2 separate regions of the Mus musculus genome follow, and region 1 is linked to region 2. A link is a contact called in public promoter capture Hi-C data. All regions are on one chromosome and are shown on one strand. Each heading gives the region's core, a stretch centred on a gene start, on an enhancer-like site or on the middle of the called end of the contact. The rest is flanking DNA. Distances are from core to core; before and after follow the strand shown.

Region 1 (5,654 bases), core at 1,978-4,477, 870 kb before region 2:
TAGCCAGGAGATGCTTGGTGTGTAGCCACTTTGAGGGCATTGCTAGGACCTTGAGGTCACTGGAGCCTCAGGGGAGAACACTCAGTACTGAACTATATACAGTTTGGGCTTTGAAAGGAAGTCTGGCTGCCATGCAAGGAGACAGGAGGTTGTGGGGAGACCCCAGGCCAAACTAAGACAGTCAGGGAGACCACAAGGGGCCCCTGGACATTCAGTATCCTTGAAGTAAAAGCAGTGGACCCTGCTCTGAGGCTCCCACCCCTTGCGCATCCTTCCCATGGTATCCAATCCTAGGAAGAGGCACCCAGAGCCTTTTAATCAGGACAGATCTGCCAGTGGCTATAGCCCGGATTCAGCCACCTACACTGGTTGCTCCTTCTCTCTCTGTGACAGTCTCATGCCCACGTCGCCCAGGTGCGCATGTTGGATTCACACTCATCCAGTGGTCTAGCCTCCAGCTGCACTCCTAGCCCATGTTCCAGACTCGGCCTGCTGTGCCCCAAGCATAGCATGACCCCTATCCTACTTGTTGTGCATGTCTCTAGCATTTGTCATACAGACACAGAAAGGTGGAGATAGACTTTGGGTTGCTGGTGGCCCCTGAGCCTGGAAGGACATCTCCTGGTCCCCAGAAGGACTCCATATGTTACCATGATATTGGACACTTTGTGCCATGGGAGCTGTCCTCTCAGGCAGAGCCTCCAGGACTTAGCCCCTGCTGTTTCCCTGGGTTTCAGATGTTCTAGGCCTGGAGATGTTCCAAAGGATGTGTTAGTCTTGTGGCTGTCCAAGGTGGTTACATGGCCAGAGTACTTCTGGGAACAGTTGCTGTGTGGCCCTGAGCAGTTGCTTGCCTTTACTGAGCCTGAAGGTTTGAATCAGAGTCTCCTTAAAGCCCGTGCACATGTTCCAAGTTCTAGAGCTCCAGTGAAGGGGGGTACTCTGTGGGCACAATGACCTGGGTTCAAGTTCAGGTCTCCCTCCCGCCTTGCGATCCCCAAAGGCTGTGTGTTTCAGCCTTTCTTCTCATCTGCGGGGAAGATATGGCACATAGTTGGTGCTCAATAAATGGGAGCTGCTGCTACTGTCTTTACATACATTCCCTAAGCTTGGTTATGAGACCCACATGGCTGGAGTTGCTGCCAGCTGATCTTCTGGAGGAGCAATTCCCAGGTTGGTCAGTAGAGGGCGCCCTGGTCATAAGCTGGCTGGACCTTTCGAAGGATAGGGTTAGCTCTCAATTGTTCACGTGTGAGCTTCCTGGGGAGAGTAATGGGCAGAGGGACACAACAGTTCCTGGCGGGGAGTGTAGAGGGTATCTCGTGTCTGTCACTGTGATTGGCGTTCTGAGTCCACACTTTAGATGTCAGATTTGTCCATCTCAGGAGCAGATGGGAAGGGTCAAACGTTTGCTTAGAGTGATTGCCATTCCCTGAGGTGGGTGGAGGCTGCTAGCACTGCTGAGGGAGAAGATGGAGAGGAAGGCTCTCCATCTGGGGGAGCAACTGGAGGGTGGAATAGCTTGTGGCAGGCAATGCCAAGAATGGTGACCTGCGCGTTTTAAAATAGCTGGTAGAGAAATTTGAACAACTCAGGTGGGTAACACCCGTTATCTGAGTGGGTTGCTGGGTGCTATGCGTTTACACTGACGTGTCACCCGGGACTCCATAAATACATACAGCATGCTGCTATGGAGATAAAAAATGAGAGTTAGGTGGTAGTGGCAGAGACAGGGGGCATCTCTGTGAGTTCTGTGAGTTCAAGGCTAGCTTGGGCTACATAGTGAGTTCCAGGACAGCCGGGACTATACAGAGAAATCCTGTCTTGAAAAAACCCCAAAATAAATAAGGGTGTGTGAAATGGCTAAAGGTGCTTGCTGCCAAACCTGAATTCCATCCCTGTAACTCACCTGCTGGGAGGAGAGACCAGTCCCGCCAGTTGGCCTCTCTCTTCCACGTGCTCACTAATAGATACATGTAGCAAGGGAATTTTAAACAGAAACAAAAGAAACGCTCTGCAGGTGGGAGAACCTCATGTTTTCTGTGGAGATCCTGGCTGGGGCGCAGCTGCCCTGTGTGCTGGAGGTTGCCTTTCTGCAGCCAATGGCTCTGTGAGCACCATGTAACTGCCACTGTTGCCTGACATGCTAATATGCTCTAACAGAGATGTCCCCTCCTGACCTTATGTGCTCTGATGGAGATGTCGCCTCCTAGAAGCAGTCTTCATTCTCTTCTTCCTGGAAGAGATGCTGGAAAGAAGCCCCATCAGAATCCCAGGCCTGGAGAAGCCCCGCCCTGTAGTTCTGCCCTCCCCCTCCCCCAAGTGAAGATGAAGGTCTTGGGTGGAGGGTTTTGTCCTTGGCTCCCTCTGTGACATCTCAGAATCTTTTGTGTATGAGCTTCCCTGATGCCTGAGCTCTCCTTCCCTCAGCTTACCTAGACACCCCCCCCAACACACACACACACACACACACACACACACACACACACACCAGTTGCAGAGCCTCCATGATCCCAGCACTTGTGAAGCAGAGGCAGTCGCATCGAACTACATGAGCACTCACCCCCAGCCTCAAAGATACTTGAATCGGAAGACCCACCCTACTGGCCTCCTTTAGCTTACCCAGTGGTTTTAAGGCTCTTCAAAAATTTAGTCACATTCTGAGTTCTGTGACGGGGGGGGGGGGGGGGGTGTGGTGTGGTGTGGTATGGTGGGTGGTTGGGGTGTCAGAGGTTCATTTTGTCCTTTGAGTAGTCCTGGAGAGAGAGACTGCTATCATCTGCCCAGAGAGGTTAAGCCACCTCTGGAGAGTCACCTAGCCATCAGCAGTGGAAAGCAATTTGACCTAGGATGCCCGGCCTTGGAGTTTGCGCCGGGCGGCCACCATGTTGACTTGATCTTAGCTCTGAAGGTGTGTCTTGGTCTCGTGAGTGCTAAACAAAGCTGACTGATGAATTCATCAGCTTTTCCTCAAAGCTTCCCTCTGCCCTGTTCTCACCCTGTTGAAGGTATAGATTGGGAGGGGAAGAGGGCCAACCCTCAGTGCTGCCCTGGCTTGCAGGGCCCCAGAGGCTGGGCTGTCTGGCTGTCTTCCCAGAGGGGCCTGCTGGGGCCGCCCTCCCTGCCCTGACGCCTGCCCAGGCTTGCGTGAGCAGCCGGGGCCCAGTGAAAGCGGCCTTTGTCCTCTGGGACAGGTGACCTGAGACTTGTAGAGCATAGCAGGTGGCATGCCATGTGAAGCCACGGTCATCCTGTGACCCACACAGCCGACTGGGCAGGCTCAGGGGTCAGGGCCTCTGAAGAGGTCGGGAAGGCAGATGCTGCCGGGTTCCCGGGTGCACAGCGTGGGAGCTTGGCCTTCTGTCTTCCGATTTCCTGGATCCTCCGCAGAACACAGGCACGTGTATGTGCCTGCTAGCTTGTCCTGACAAGCCACTCGAAAGATGCAGCCCTGTAACTATCTGTTGCCACACTCGTGAGTTCTTGGGGCAGGACACAGTTGTCCCTGACTAGGGATGGGTGAGCTGGGTTCCCCAGGGACTCAGAACTAAGTCCTGTAGAAACGTTGTCACTGTGCATGTAGGGCCGGGGGTGAGAGAGCCGGTACGAGGACCACATTGTGGAGGCAGCCACAGATGGCTCCTGGCATCCCTTCTGCTCTCTGTGGATTCTGGTAGCCACAGACCTACTTCCTCAGCCATCTGGGCGGTGGGTATGAAGCCTGCTATTCCCCTGCCCTGTACTCAGCCTGGGACGGTGTGGGTGCTGAAGGACCTGCCTGCCTGCTGTCTGCTTCCCTGTGCCTCCACACTATTGGAAACATCTTTCCCCAAGCTTGGCTGTCCCTGAGTTCTGGTGGATTCTCTCATCTTGATCTCTTAAGATATGATCATGGGTACCAAGAGATCCCTTCATGGTCCCTGTGTCCCCTGCCAGATCAGGGTGCGTGTGACCTGCTTCACAGTCACCCAAATCTCACGGAGCTTTTGAATAACTGAGAGGTTCTTGCTGTCCTGACAGAGCACTCAGGCCTGACTGGTGAAGTGAGCACGCATCCTATGTCATCCGGCCCCATGGATATGAACTTCATTCACTAGCTTCTCAGGGCCTGGCGCATAGTAGATGCTTTGGTGGAGTGAACCTATCAGAGGGGAAGGAAGGTCACAACGGGCCTTCTCTCCTATGCACATAGTAGGCTGGTTGCGGTTGGTGCATGGAAGGATGCAGCTGAGGTGGTGACTGTACCCCAGACCTGTGTCATCACACAGTGGGCATCCAGGAGCCCGCCCGTGACTCAGGGTGAATGTTCAAGTACCGGCTGCACCATGACTCTGTTCACCGTGCTTGGCGAAGTGCTGGGTATACAGAAAGTGCTCAATAACTGCTTATAGACCTGAATGAGAAAATGAACGACTGACGAGTGATCAGGATCCCTTGTTCATTTCCTCTGTTTTTTAGTACAAGCTCCTGCACACAGTATGTGCTTGTTAATAGTGAGCCAATGACAAAGTGAGGGTTTTTTTTTTTTTTTTCTTTTGAGAATAGAGGTCTTGTTGGTTTGTTTACAGTGAATGAACTGGGCTCAGTGCACAGAGGTGCTCGCTACGTGCACACTGTACTGAGTGAGTAGCTGAACTGAATACATTTCTGAAGCTGGCTGAGACTTGTTTTGTTGTGTTTCCTCCACTTCTCACACAGGGCTACGCACATGGCAGGTTCGTGGCTCATGCTTACTGGGATATCCGGGGCCCCTCAGGGGTCTCTGTCTCTGCAGAATGGAAGAAAAGCCGGTGGGGGGTGGCAATCCTGCTGCCGCCTTTCCTGTTGTTCAGGTCCACACAGGTGGACAGGAAACCGCACAGGCTGCTGGGAGCTGCTGCCCAGGCTGGCCTTGAACGGCCGTGGCACCCTGCCAAGCATGCTGCTAAGGAGCAGCACCCCCGGGGACCCCTCTTCCCAGCCTTGTTGGCTGTTCTAAGTTTAGAGCAGGCTGTGCCAGCCTGCAGCAGCCATTGAGCTGCTGTGTCTCAGTGTCGAGGCCCACTGACCCCAAAGCCTGACCCAGGCTTCCTCAGAGCCCGCTGGGCTCCATGCTTGCACAACAGACCTAGCTGCCCTGAAGTCGAGTTCCCCACCATAAAAGGGCATAAAGAGGTTCTTTCTCTGTGTGCTCAAGGGATCCTGTTCCCCAGCACTGGCTTCATGTCTGGCTTCATCAGACCCTTCCCTCTGAAGGACCACACCCCAGGGCAGCCATCTTGCTGTTCATAATGATAGGCCTGCTTCTCCCCAGTGCAGTGTGCGGGGCAGGGTGCAAGCTGGGACTCACATGGGGTGAGGAGGCCATTTTTAGAGAGTTAGGTAGTGTTCTTCCTCTACCCGAAGACTGGGGAAGAGAGCTTGTGAGTCACGGAGCAGAGCCTCAGTGCCCAGAGACCAGGTCACCCAGTGTGGCGTCTGACCAGATGCTGTGGTGCCAGCCAGCTTCGGGTTACTGACTCGGGTGCTTGGTGTCTGGTGTCTTGATGAGAAGCTCTAACAGGAGGAAGGTGCAGTGGTGAGCATCTGCCATTGCACTGAGAGATTGGAGGCAGAAGCAGCATGGGCCACATAGTAAGACCTTGTCTGAGAGAAAAGATGGCTGTTGTGGAGAT
Region 2 (5,220 bases), core at 711-3,210:
TCCCTCACCGTCCCTATGGGGGCATCTGGGGTTTCCTCTTCCTCCCACAGCCCTGGGGCAGGAAGGAGGGGACCTGGAGAACAGCCACATCAACATCCCCCATAGCCAAGAGAAGGGTCTGAACGGAACTGATAGCAGACGTCACCCAGGGTCGAGGGAAATGGGAGAGGAAGTGGGAGAGAGACAGGGATGAGAGCTGGGGAGACAGATGAAGAAGACAACAAGCAACAGCAATGGGGGGCAGACACTAAGGTGAGGGAGTAGAGACAAATGGCCAAGATAGAGACCAGGAGAGACTGATGGGCGGCAGGCACAGGTAGAGACAGGGAGGGTGGGGGAGATGGCTCAGTAGATGAGGTGCTTATTGTTCAAGCAAGAGGACCTGGGTTTAAATCCCCAAGTCCCACATAAAAGCCAAGGTAGGAGCATGACATCTACAATGTAGCATTGCGGTGGTGAGTTAAGAGAAAGGTCCCCTGGGGGTTGCTGCCTTACCAGTCTGCTGGGAGTGGTGAGTGAGAGACTTTCTCATAAACTAAGATGCAGAACACAGGAAGACACCCAGCATTCCTCTGAGGCCTCCTCATCACGTACACACACATACATACACAAGCACACACACAGGGGTGGGGGGAGAAGCATAGATACACATAGATACACATGGGTAAAGAGATGGCAAGAGGTCAATTTCTGATGTCAGAGAGACACACATGGAGGAAAGAGACGGGATGAAGACACTCATCCTGAGAAGGCTCTGGGTAGGCAGCCTGTGGGTTTCCCAGTCCGGTGCCCAGAGTTATCTAAGGGAGCTGAGGGGACTAGAGAAAAGGAGCTGTCGCAGACACAACTTCCCAGGCACAGAGCCTCCAGCGCCTCTGGCTGCATCCAGAAACTTCTACTCTTGGTTCTTTACTTATGAAGTAATTCAAGTCTTTTAAAAACTATTTCCTTCCTCCCGTGCTCAGTTCCTGATACTCTGAGACCCGGCACAACCCAGCCTGGTGCTTGAGGCTCGCCTGTGACTTAACTCAAACTGCCTCCAATTTTAAAGCACATGTCCTGACCCCTGACCCCACCCCACCCCCACCCGATGCTCCCACAAACACAGTGGGTTCTGCACTGAGCTCCAGCAAACCCATCAGGCCACAGGCCTCACCTGTCAGCTCTCACAGGTGTGGCTCTCTCCCCCTTCTACCCGGCCAACTCCTCCCCCAGCATGCCTCCTTGACTACCCCATCTGTTCCACACCCCCCCAAAGAGCCTGGCTCCCTGGGGGCTTTGGGGTGGCCTTGCTGCTCCCCACTGCACCCCCACTTCAACCCCACATCCCTTCATCACAGCCCCCCAACTCCACTGCCTGCACACATTTGTGAACTGTTAAGGAGAAGGGATAAAGGCCTCCTACCTGCCTCAGGCGGACAGAAAGCAACTGGAAGCAGCTCTGGGCTCTGCAACAGCCTGCCAGGCTGACCACCCAAGCCACACAACCTGCTTCCACCTGGCTCCTTTCCCGGGACTCCAGCCAGCACCCAGTATAAAGAAGGATCCCGCAGCACTACCCATGACAGAGCTGACCCAAGGGGAATCAACATTAAGAGCTAAGTGCAGAAGGTGCACAGACAAGATCATCACCACTAGTATTTAGAGAACTTTTTATTTGGCCAACTTTCCGATGACCTCTGCAGGAGTGTTGAGGTCCCACGCCACTCTCCTGACTACTCCAGACCCCCTGACATTCCAAGAGACCAGCAGAAGCCTGACCAGGCACAGTTCCCTCATACATACCAGGCTTTTCCTATACACACATCAGTGACAGGATCTGATTAATAAAATAGGGCCAGCAGGAGAGTAACATGTTTGGGGAAGTGACTTAGTAATGTTAAGTTACAAAAGCCTTCTGAAATACTGACCACGTCCTCTGTCACAGCAGACAGAGAGTAACAGGGCAGGCAGCATATACACTGTGGATACAGGAGACCAGCCAAGTCCCAGCCCGCAGGGTAAGTTTCATCACACCTCTTAGAATGGCCTGTTTCTAGAAATTTCCACTTAATACTTCCAGCTCGCCGAGTAATTGAAAACCAGAGAAGAAAAGATAGGGGAATACATTTGTATTCAGTTGTGATGCAGCAGCCAGAGACAAGAGGTGGTCAGCGAGCACGGTGTGTCCCTGGCCCTGTATGACTCTGCTCCCAGGACAAGGTGTGGGGCAGGACCTGACTCTTAAGTCTAGGCCATAATTGTTTCAAATGCATTCTTTAGAAAGCAGCATGGGGGTGGGGCATAGTGACATCAAGCATCCAGCTTCCCAGGTCCCCAGAACAAGAGGCTCTTGCTGCTTTTGGATCTGGTAGCAGCCTCTTCCTAGGGAGCTGCAATGTGCCCTCAGGGCAGACACAGCTACCGAGTGTTCAGTGTCTTCTGGCCCGTCATGGAGGCAACTGTGTACAACTGGAGGCCCCACGTATTCCAGCTGCCTCTACCAATAGCCTACATCAAGCTTGAGTGGCTTTTGGTGGCTGACACACTGCCAGCCTCAGAGTTTGGGAAATACGAGGTTATGTCACTATTGAGGGCAGAGCAGGGGGGGGGGGGGGGGGATCTGTCCCTGCAGCCGGTGGTTCAGACTCACGCATCCCAGAACCTGCAGTTCACCTGCTGAGACATAGGCGGGCTGCGGCTGGCCTCTGCTGTTTCATACCGGCTTAGGCCAGACCTGAACCTAAGGTTGTGAAGGTTCTCTGTGACTTGGGGATTGTGAGATGTTCCACAGACATCCGAGGAATGTGTGACGATGCATGTGAAGAACGCCAAGGAGGATAAAGTAGATTTAAAAGGCGCTAAGCAATAGGGATGGTTTCCAAACACAAGGAAGGCCCACGGCTGCCCTCAAAACCCTGAAGCTTTTTCTACACCAAGTCAGACTCCTGGGGCCAGTCCTGAATGTAACACTGGGGTCAGTTTGGGGGTGATAGGGATCAGGACAGCCCAAGACACCTGCCCGGAGCCTCAGGAATTCAGTTTGGAACTGTAAGTTTCCTCTACAAATGTCTGAATGCCAGTTCAATTAAAACCAGAATAGCAGCCAGGCTCAGTGACACAGGCCTGTTGTCCTAATTCCTAGGAGGCTGACGCAGGAAGACTGAAAGTTCAAAGCCAGCCTGGACTACAGAGAGAGTTCTAGGCCAGTTTAGGCAGCTTAGTAAGACCTCATCTCAAAATGAACCAGGAGTAGACCTCCGTTGTAGTTCAATGGGAGAGAGCCTGTCCAGCATGCATAGAAATCCTAGGTTCAAAGCCAGCTGGCCAACCTAGAACAGCCACATCACCAGGGAGCTAAACAAAACCCGCAGGCAGTGAATCCCTTCTCTAGCAGGAAGAACAGGCCCAGAAGGGGAAGCGCCTTGCCCAATACCACAGCCATCCGGAGGGAACTGGGGCTTGCAAGCCTCCAGGACTTCACAAGGCGAGAACCCTGTGTCTGTCCACCCTGCCATTCAGGAGGAAGTGAGATAGGCAGATACAAATGTGCACAAGAGTGGCTAATACTTGTAACCACTGAGCCCAGGGGCTCATGTGCCGGGCCTTACCAAGGGAAATGAGAGAGGAAGGTCCGTAACCGATGAGGATAGCCTTGGCCTCAAATCTGTCTCCAACCTGGCAGCTGCATGACCCTATAGTCCCGACAGCAGCAACCACTGAGGCCTCTGTGCTCTGTGCCTCCTCTGCCGTCAGGAGAACCGAGTTAAGGGCTGTAAGCATCTAGGCCAATGGCTGGCACTCAGTGGGCCTTGCACTGTTCAGCCAGGTTTGTAATCACTGAGGTTTGCAAAGGGCAAACTGGACTGCTGATGACATCATGCCCCCTCCTATCCCCAGGAGGTAGCAGCTACTTGTACTCTGCAAACTCAGCCCAGGGGTAGCAAGAAGCAGCAACAGCTCCAGGCCTGGCTTCCAAGCAGAGCCGGTGATACTAAGAGAGGTGGTGCCAGCTCTCTGACCTTGCCATCTTTCTCCCACAAGCCAGCCTAGGTCAAGAGCCTGGCAAATGAGAGCATCCACTTGGCAGCCGGGCCACCAGCTGCCATCTCTCCAGCAATAATGTCTGTTCCCCCTTGTCCTCCACTGCAATTTCTCCAGCTTGGCCCAGCCCTTCAGCTATTTCAAATGACTCATGTGCCCATAATTCCTCCTCAGCCCGCGGCTTGGGATGGGGGAGAGGGGCATCCCAGACCTCTGCGGTATGTCTGACACTGGGCAGGCAGCAAGACATGGACGGTACGGGGCAAGTACAGACTTCCTCTCAGGGGAACTTCTGCGAGGTCGCTTGGCACGTCAAAGCCACCCAAACCGTACCTGAGCTCTCGAAAGATACACTTATGAAGCCACACGACTCACAGTCTAGCTACAAATACACCCACAATGCCCTGGAGGCTTTCTGGAGCTCAAGATGCCATACTGAGCTCTGAGGATGTACGTTCATTCCCCAGCAGGGACTCGAGGCCCAGGGAGCTCCCTTGATTCCTAGACTACTTTCTTCACCAAGGAACTTGTGGAGAACGGTGGAGCTACACTAAGTGCCGGGGGCTCTGTTTCCCCAGTTCTGTCACCAGCCACAGCCAGATGACACCATGCAGGACCTGTAGGGCAATGCTGTTTTAAACCCTGCAACAGGTAACTACCAGAAGCCTGGACTGACGTTCAGAAATCGGACTCCCTTCAAGAACGTAGCTCAAGGCTATGGAAATAGTTCACTGGGTAAGAGATCATGCTAGGCTAGCCTGCGGAACAGAGACTGGGTCTCTGCATGCCTGGAAAAGGCTGGGTGTGGTGGTACACAGCTTTGATTCCAGCAGTTAGGAGGCACGTGGATATCTGTCAGATGCAGGTCAACCAAAGGCTACACAGTATGGTCTTGTTTCAAAAAGAAAAAAAAAAAAATCTGAGTTCAGCAGCGTGTGCCTGCAATCCCCGAGTTGGAGTTATAAATTAGTCCCAGAGGCTCCCTGGCCGGCCATTCTAGGCAAAATGGCAAGTTCTGGGTTAAGCAAGAGACTGTGCCTCAAAAAACAAGATGAGGCTCGACAGAGAAAGGCATCCTACATCAACTGCCGGCCTCCCCAGACCCTACACGTGCACAGACACACACACCACCCACAATAATTATAAAAGGAGTTCAGTTCTATTGGAAGCTCGATCTCCTAGCTTGCCGGAGGCTCT

The links. Promoter capture Hi-C pulls out the DNA fragments that hold promoters and counts their contacts.
Region 1: a contact with region 2 is called in a promoter capture Hi-C map of liver, with 2.7 times the contacts expected there. The contact joins two enhancer-like sites. A contact is called at or near these places in 2 of 39 promoter capture datasets (embryonic stem cells and liver), 1 of 15 datasets of contacts at CTCF or cohesin (large pre-B cells), 2 of 484 Hi-C or Micro-C datasets (adipose-derived mesenchymal stem cells and liver) and 3 of 115 datasets of contacts at active chromatin or transcription factors (embryonic stem cells, large pre-B cells and pancreatic cancer cells).

The regions. Positions count from the first base shown.
Region 1 is chr5:113,150,889-113,156,542 of GRCm38.p6, reverse strand. All of the region lies in intron 6 of 2900026A02Rik (RIKEN cDNA 2900026A02 gene), which reads left to right. Gm42161 (a long non-coding RNA gene) reads right to left here. Exons shown (of 3, transcript XR_003955964.1): 3 at 1,956-2,248. Among named protein-coding and RNA genes, the nearest start is that of Gm42161, 8.4 kb to the right of the region's middle. RefSeq lists an enhancer at 2,315-4,591. Within about 2 kb of position 3,227, at least 82 of the 459 cell types and tissues checked have an H3K27ac peak or open chromatin away from gene starts, as enhancers often do. A contact at or near this core is called in embryonic stem cells and liver, where this site is marked.
Region 2 is chr5:112,278,596-112,283,815 of GRCm38.p6, reverse strand. The region is part of intron 1 of Tpst2 (protein-tyrosine sulfotransferase 2); the gene reads right to left. Among named protein-coding and RNA genes, the nearest start is that of Tpst2, 4.5 kb to the right of the region's middle. Within about 2 kb of position 1,960, at least 118 of the 459 cell types and tissues checked have an H3K27ac peak or open chromatin away from gene starts, as enhancers often do. A contact at or near this core is called in embryonic stem cells and liver, where this site is marked.